2 separate regions of the Triticum aestivum genome follow, and region 1 is linked to region 2. A link is a contact called in public Hi-C data. All regions are on one chromosome and are shown on one strand. Each heading gives the region's core, a stretch centred on a gene start, on an enhancer-like site or on the middle of the called end of the contact. The rest is flanking DNA. Distances are from core to core; before and after follow the strand shown.

Region 1 (3,836 bases), core at 728-3,227, 110 kb before region 2:
TCCAGGACAGGTTTATACGACCTCTCAAGTTCCAAGTTCAAAATTTACTATCTACTCCCACTTTAGTGAGCTAAAAAGTCTTATATTTGTTTACAAAGAGAGTATAATATATGAAAAATTCATGAGGATAAAACAGATCCCTTGCTGCCCTTTTGCCCTATGTCTTCTCTTTTACTGGCTACGTTGATCATCATATTATACAAACTGACACATATCATCGCAAAAAGGAAAATCATACACAGACATATGTAAACGACATTTACTGGAACACGGAGGGCAACAAGGAAAAGTATAGATTGGTTAAATGGAATATTATTTGTAGACCTAAAAATAATGGGGGCTTGGGTATTATCAACACTTCTATTATGAATAAGTGCTTGATGGTCGAATGGTGGTGGCGGACCCTGAAACCTTTCAAAGGTACTCTTTCGTTCGATATCCTTAAAGGTAAATACTTTCCCTTCTCGAGCCCTTTGTTTTCCTCTGCTACGGATGGTTCTCAATTTTGGCATGATTTTGTTAAGGTGCGTGATGGATTCCGCGAGCATGTGAAATTTGTTGTCAACGATGACAAATCCACACGATTTTGGCTTGGCTGGTGGGTTGGAGACACCCCTTTGTGTTCTCTCTTCCCGGTTTTATTTTCATTTCTGTGGTAATCCTGAGATCTCTATTGTTGACCTTTCTCACAATAATTGGGATTTAGGCTTTCGACGATCTTTATCTCATGAAGAGTTGGAAGACTGGCACAGTCTTGCTGCCATTTTCTCCTCGCTCAGAGATCTCGGATTCGATGACTTGGCCTTATTCCTCTTCTGGTAATTTCTCGGTTAAGTCTTTATATCTTCGCTTGCTCTCTTGACCTCCGTCCTCAAAGTTTAAGGATGTGTGGCGTTCACGTATCTCATTAAAGATCGAAATCTTTCTTTGGCAGGCAATTTGTGGCAAGTTGCATGCAGCTGATCAAATTTGTAAACATAATGGCAGAGCTTTGGCTTTTTGCTCTCTTCATTCTCGTGTTGAGGACACTGGGTATGCAGCCTTGATTTGGAGTTGCACCCGGTCGTGGCTGGGTGTTAGTTGGGCTCCTGCATCTTGCACTCTCCTTCGAATTATCGGGGAATTCTTATACATTAATCTAGCCTTGGAAAATACGTGTAGCGTAATTGATCGACACAACAGAATGGAACGCCTGAGCTAGTAAAATAAAGCATGTCGGGAGCTGAACGCCGTTTCTTCCTTCTTCCATTTTCAGGCGAGAGATATACTCCACATAACACAAATTCAGGCGGGCGAAACACGATTGCACGACACCGCGAGCTGTTCTGGCGTTTGCGTCGTGCCCTATCACTCTTCCTCGGTCGCATTCGCATTCCCAATATTCTTCGTGCCGCAACAAATAAAAGTCAATCATAACGCCAGCAATCGGAGAACGAACGAGTCGGATAAGGCCTGTTTTATAGCCGAAATCAAAGCCAACTAGGCAATAATAAGCCATGTCAAAGGATAACAGTAAAGAAAAGAAAATGATGCATCCATGTCGCCGTCAGCTGGATCAGCACAGGCATGCATGCACTCCTTTTTGTTCTTCTCAAAACTGGCCACACCGGATGGATAATCCCATTCCACTTTTTTACAAGGCCATCCTCGACATGCAATGCAATTCCTCGTTGAAGCTGGAAAAGCAAAAAAAAATCAGGCGCTAGCCGCTAGGGTACAAAACCAGGCGGCTGACGACGGCATGAAGCGCGTCCGTGCCGTGTGAAGTTTCCTCCACCCGTTGCAGCGCTGCGGCCTGCGTCGTAACGCCGTCTCGCTGTGCCACCAGTTCTTGTGCGTGCGCGCGCGTGATGTGAAACCAGTTCTTGTCTGCGCATGCGGGCGAAGCTTCCACGCACGCGCCGCTCGGAATAACAGCTCCGCCCGCGCCTGTCGCCTTCCTTCGCCAGCGCTGTCGCTAATGCCTATCAGTCCTCCCGTTCCACCTGCTCCTCGGAAAAAATCCACAGACTTTCCTCTCTGCCTTGTCCGTAGCACAGTAGTGTGTACAGAACTTTGCTATGCCTGGCTTGCGATATCCATTTCCTCGGATTTTTGTTTTGCTTGATCTGCTTTTGCTTTTGATTTCATGTCCGTGGCGACTGCTGAGGCAAGGCCCCGTGATTAGGAGAGCACCATTCTTATATTTTGAATGGATACAGTATGACCGCAGACGCGTATGACACGCATTTTATTTCTTCTTTCTTGCGGAAGGAGAACGCCACTCAAAGGAAAACGAAAAACAACCCAGAAGACCAGCAGCTGCACGTCCACTAATTAATTGGCATCACCCGGCATGTCAGTCAGACAGGCTTATTTCTGAGATCCCAACGTCTCTCGTGTGCACCGTACGTAGTCCGTGGCTTCAGATCTAAGGATTCGTCGTTTGACTACGCAATGCAAATGGATGCATCGTCCGGCCAAGGCGAGATATTTATCTCCCTGGCCAAGAAGGAGTCAAGAGCTGGGCTGGTGATGCAAGTATAGTACTAGTAGAAGAAGAGGCACTGATTATTAATATTAATACTCCCCGATCCATGGCAATGTAACCTCCAAATCAACGATTCTTTATCACGGATGACTGGGATCGGTCGACGACTGATGAACCGATGCCGCTTCTTCAATTCGGCCGTTTCTTGATTCCATCGATCGAGAGATGCGGAGCAACAACGGTCCGCACCAGGAAGCGCGCACGATGCCTGCATTTAGCCGTTGCGTCTCTCTAATCGATCGTCCGCACACATGAGAGCTCACGTTTCGGAATTAGATTTGCATCACAGCATGTCTCTAATCGAATTGCTAGCACGACCCACGAGGGCGTGGCACGTTGGTATTTGCAGAAACCGATGGGAGGGAGGAAACCTTTTGCTTGGAGCAGCGAAAATAACACCCATCCTGTGATTCTTTAACCTGCTCCCCAGATCGGTAGGGCCCGGATGATGGAAGAGGATAAGGTGAGGCCGGCCGGCTTCCTCGAGCTGTTTAATCAAACTTCTAGTGGTGTTTGATTGAGTAGGGTTTGGTTTGGTAGTCGTGGTCACGCACAGGCTTATTTTAATCCTCGATTTAAGGCGTAGGCACATGCGGTTAGCCAGCTGAGTAGTAGCCAATCAGTAGTTAGTTGTTAAATCGCACAATATACTAGTACTACGAATACGCGTAATAGAGAATCAAACTACTTACTGCATGCCCCAAATAAGAGAGAAGAGAGCCGCGCCGAGAGAGAAGTGCTTCACCTCTCGCTAGAATTAGTGCTGAAATACCATTTTAGCCACTGGATTTTGGTGTCACTCGGTTATGAGTTACTAACATGGACTACTTATTTTAGTATCATTTTATCCTTTGGACTAGCTAGATCTATTTGGCGAGTTAGAGGATTACGGTTCAACGTCCGGCGATCTTTCTTCATTGGGCTAGGTTTTCGTCATGCAAAGTGAAGCTTCCAGTTCCGATACTAACACGAACGATGTGTAGACTATGATGAAGGAATGTGGTCTTACAAAGGAAGCTCTTGATGATGTCATGGTGGAGTAGGAGGAGGCGCTCCAGGCTGATTCAACCCGATGGATCACCATTGCTCAAGTGCACATGGACAAGCCCTATAGCTAAAACTGGTTTTACAAGAACATGAGGGCTGCTTGGGATCTGACCAAGGAGGTGAAAACTTGCCCTTTTAACAACATGTACACATTCCAAATTCTGTGCCTCGGTGATTGTGCGAGGGTCATGGAAGAAGGGCCTTGGACTTTCCACGACAATGCTGTAATGCTTGCACCATATGATGGATTCACCAAATC
Region 2 (3,469 bases), core at 1-2,500:
AGAATCTAGATGCCATCATATGGACGAGAGGGAACAGACTTGAGTTGGAGCACGTCAAAATCACATATTAGTGTCGCCGAGAGAGAGAAAAAAGTGCACGTGGGAACGCATTTCGCTGGCATGGGAACCCAAGCACCAGCTCGATGGCGCTGAACGCCGGGACCACTTCCCAGTAGTATTATCTTGCATCGATCTTGTGTTGTACTCTGATTTTTCTTTTGGCAGGCTGTATGCATTAGTTAGCTATATGTACTGCCAAAGCAGCAATACAATACCCACGCCAAAATTAACAAGCTTTTTCTGTCAGGCAGAGTCCGTGTAAAGATACCGTGGAGTACTGACAGTGTAAGATGGAATTAACAAGTAGCCGCAGTGCAGTTTCCCAGCGACTCACATGGATCATTAATTGATGGATGGATGAACCTTGGCACCATCTGATCTGATGGATGGATCTCGCCATTCACCTTCGACCAACTACGTGCCTGCATACGTACGACAGTAATCGGTTTTTGCGCGTACGCTTGCAGCCGTGCTAGTACTTGCAAAAGTAGCCAGTTCTACAGGGTCTGTAATGATTCGACACGAAATAGTGTGTTCACCAGAGCAACTGCATGGCGCATGGAGTATGATCGATCGATGTAGCAAGCAGTACTCAGAACACTCCGCTTGCGCTACGGGTCAAAAACTGAAAAACATGCACAGAGCGGTAGTGTGCATCGACGTATCCTGGCCGTCCAAGTAGAATCTGATGCTCCAGTTGGATCGGTACCGAATTTAGCGAACCCGACACCTGCTACGTACATGATCACGGGCGGCTCGCTGGATCAGGCAAGCAGGCGGCAAAGTACATCATCATCATCTCGCTCCGGCTCCGCACATGCACAAAACAAAGGGAAAAGATGCGCCATGTGTGTACATGGGGCGGGAGGCAAGGCCGCGGACATGATTGGCCAGATCGGTTACGGAGGGCGTCGCCATCGCAGCCTCCGCTAATTTAATCGCCCCAAGACGTCGCCCTCCTCCTCTCGCTCCTGCCCTCCCATACGCAACAGCGTGAGAGGGAGAGCGATCCAATCCAGAACCCGGAGCCGGAGGCGGGACTGCGCGGAACGCTAAACAAACAGGCGAAAACGCTGCGCGCACACACACAACACGTCCATTTCCACACAGTAGTACGCGCTGCACCCGGTGGATGGCAACATCGTGCGCATAAACAAAAGCGTCCGTCCACCAGCGCACATATACAAACGCGCACGTAGTAGGGGGGCGGATCATTGAAAGCTGCACCCATCCATCCATCCATCCGCCACCATTTCCACCATCCCCCCATCACTCGACCCGGCCCTGTACTACTACACCCCCTCCTCCTCCGTTCCCCTCGCCCTGATAGTACACTCTGTTGCGGTAGCCAGTGATCATCACCAAAGCCCAGCCCACAGATATATACGCTTTCGGAAAGTGGGGGTTGGTTTCGCTTTGAGCTTTTTATCCGGGGCAGCCAGCCAGCCAGCCAGCCGCCGGGCCGGGACTTCTGTTACGAGTCCAGAGGCTAGATAGCTCCGCCCGTATCCGATTCCGCCGGGGCCGGGCGTGGATACCTAGGCTAGGCTAGGCGCCGCCGATGTCGGACTGCAGCACGGGCACGGACTCGCCGCGGGCCGACTCCGTCGACGAGCAGCCGCCCGCCGACGCCGAGTCGCCCGGCGGAGGCCAGAGCAAGCGCGACCAACCCTCGCCCTCGTCCCCGCTGCCGCCGCCCAAGCGGAGGTACATACACACATGCACATCTCGATCCATGGAACCACTCGAATCTCGATTAGTATTGGTTTACTCTTCTTGAAACAACGGAGGATTGAGTATGTTTGTTTGCCGATTTCTTGCAGCCGGAGATCTGTGGAGAAGAGGGTGGTGTCGGTGCCGATTGCCGAGTGCGGCGAGCGGGCCAAGACCAACGGCGAGGGCCCGCCGCCGCCGGACTCGTGGGCGTGGCGCAAGTACGGCCAGAAGCCCATCAAGGGATCCCCCTACCCGCGGTAAGTACTACGCGTAGATACAGCTTTGCAGGACAGGCTGGTAATTTGTGGCAATTAAATTATCACTTACTAAGTAAGTATAGGCTCGTCTGATTTGTGTGAATTGCTGTCGCGTGTTGTGTTCAGGGGGTACTACCGCTGCAGCAGCTCCAAGGGGTGCCCGGCGAGGAAGCAGGTGGAGCGCAGCCGCGCCGACCCCACCGTGCTGCTCGTCACCTACTCCTACGATCACAACCACCCGTGGCCGGCGCCCAAGACCGGCTGCCACCCCAACAAGTCCTCCCCGCGGCTGGTGGACCCCAAGCCCGAGCCTGGCACGCCGGTGGAGTGCCAGCCCGAGCAAGGGCCTGAAGCGCCGGAGCAAGAGCAGGAGGAGGAACATGAGCAGAAGCCTGTCATCGGTCTGGCCGACCCCGCGGCGATCACGACGGTGACCGCGGCGGCCGAGGAGGAGGAGGAGAGCTTCGACTTCGGGTGGTTCGACCAGTACCCGACGTGGCCCCGGACGGCGCTGTACGTGCCGGCGTTCGACGTGGCGCCGCCGCCGGAGGACTGGGAGCGCGAGCTGCAGGGGGAGGACGCGCTCTTCGCGGGGCTGGGCGAGCTCCCGGAGTGCGCCATCGTGTTCGGCCGCCGGCGCGAGCTCGCCCTGGCGGCCACCGCGCCCTGCTCCTGACCGTCGCGCCTCCCTCCCGTTCCGATCCCGTTTTCCCCCTTTCTTTTCCTTTCCTCCGGCCGTAGTTTTTACCCGGAGTAATTTGGAGGTGTAGTACATAGCCTGGATCAGATCAAAGGGATTTCGCTGTTCAAGGGTGTTTCCGCTTATTTTACTCCCTCGGTTCCGTCGCGCTCGCCGTACCCAAGGCCGTGCCCGTGCTTGCGCTGTGCCGCCCGCGCCGCTCCGGGAGCAGTTCCGGCCACGATGCACGTCCGGTTCCACCGAAAAGCAGCGAAAGGTTGGCATTTTCATGCGTTCTCCTCGTCACCCGTGACGCGCAGCGCACCGCAGATAGACACACACACACTCCTCGCCCGGCGCAGAGGCTGGCGGGCAAGTGGCGGCGAACTGGGCAAGTGGCGCGGGATGGTGGCGGTTGGGGGGATGCGCACGAGGCCGCCACATGCCGGCCTCGCCACGCGGATCCGCGTGCCCTGCCGCGCCACCATCCTTGCCGGCCACGGCCGGCTCGGTAATTTGGTGCCTGGCGCGGGCCGGCGGGGCAAATGCCACGGCGCGGCACGGACGGCTCCACCAATCCCCGGGAAATTTTGCGTGCTGGACCGGGTCAAGTACGCCGTCTTTGAGTGCGATGTCTTTAATTCGGTCTCTATCCCTGTACCGTATTCGTGCCCTGTCGCGGTCGGCCCCCTGCCCGGTCGTGATATTTTTGGGAGAGGAATCTGCCTACAACCAGACAAACAAATTATTGGGTTGG

What was found. A called contact is a pair of places that touch in the nucleus more often than the background predicts.
Region 1: a Hi-C map of leaf shows a contact between it and region 2, with 7 times the contacts expected there. The contact joins the enhancer-like site here to the promoter of LOC100049033 in region 2. A contact is called at or near these places in 4 of 5 Hi-C or Micro-C datasets (leaf and an unstated tissue) and 1 of 1 datasets of contacts at active chromatin or transcription factors (leaf).

The regions. Positions count from the first base shown.
Region 1 is chr3D:400,718,517-400,722,352 of IWGSC CS RefSeq v2.1, reverse strand. No RefSeq gene overlaps it. Among protein-coding and RNA genes, the nearest start is that of LOC100049033, 110 kb to the right of the region's middle. Within about 2 kb of position 1,977, at least 5 of the 8 cell types and tissues checked have an H3K27ac peak or open chromatin away from gene starts, as enhancers often do. A contact at or near this core is called in leaf, where this site is marked.
Region 2 is chr3D:400,607,213-400,610,681 of IWGSC CS RefSeq v2.1, reverse strand. LOC100049033 (probable WRKY transcription factor 65) reads left to right here and starts at 1,250. Exons shown (of 3, transcript XM_044501860.1): 1 at 1,250-1,767; 2 at 1,884-2,033; 3 at 2,160-2,843. The coding sequence starts at 1,622. The coding sequence ends at 2,709.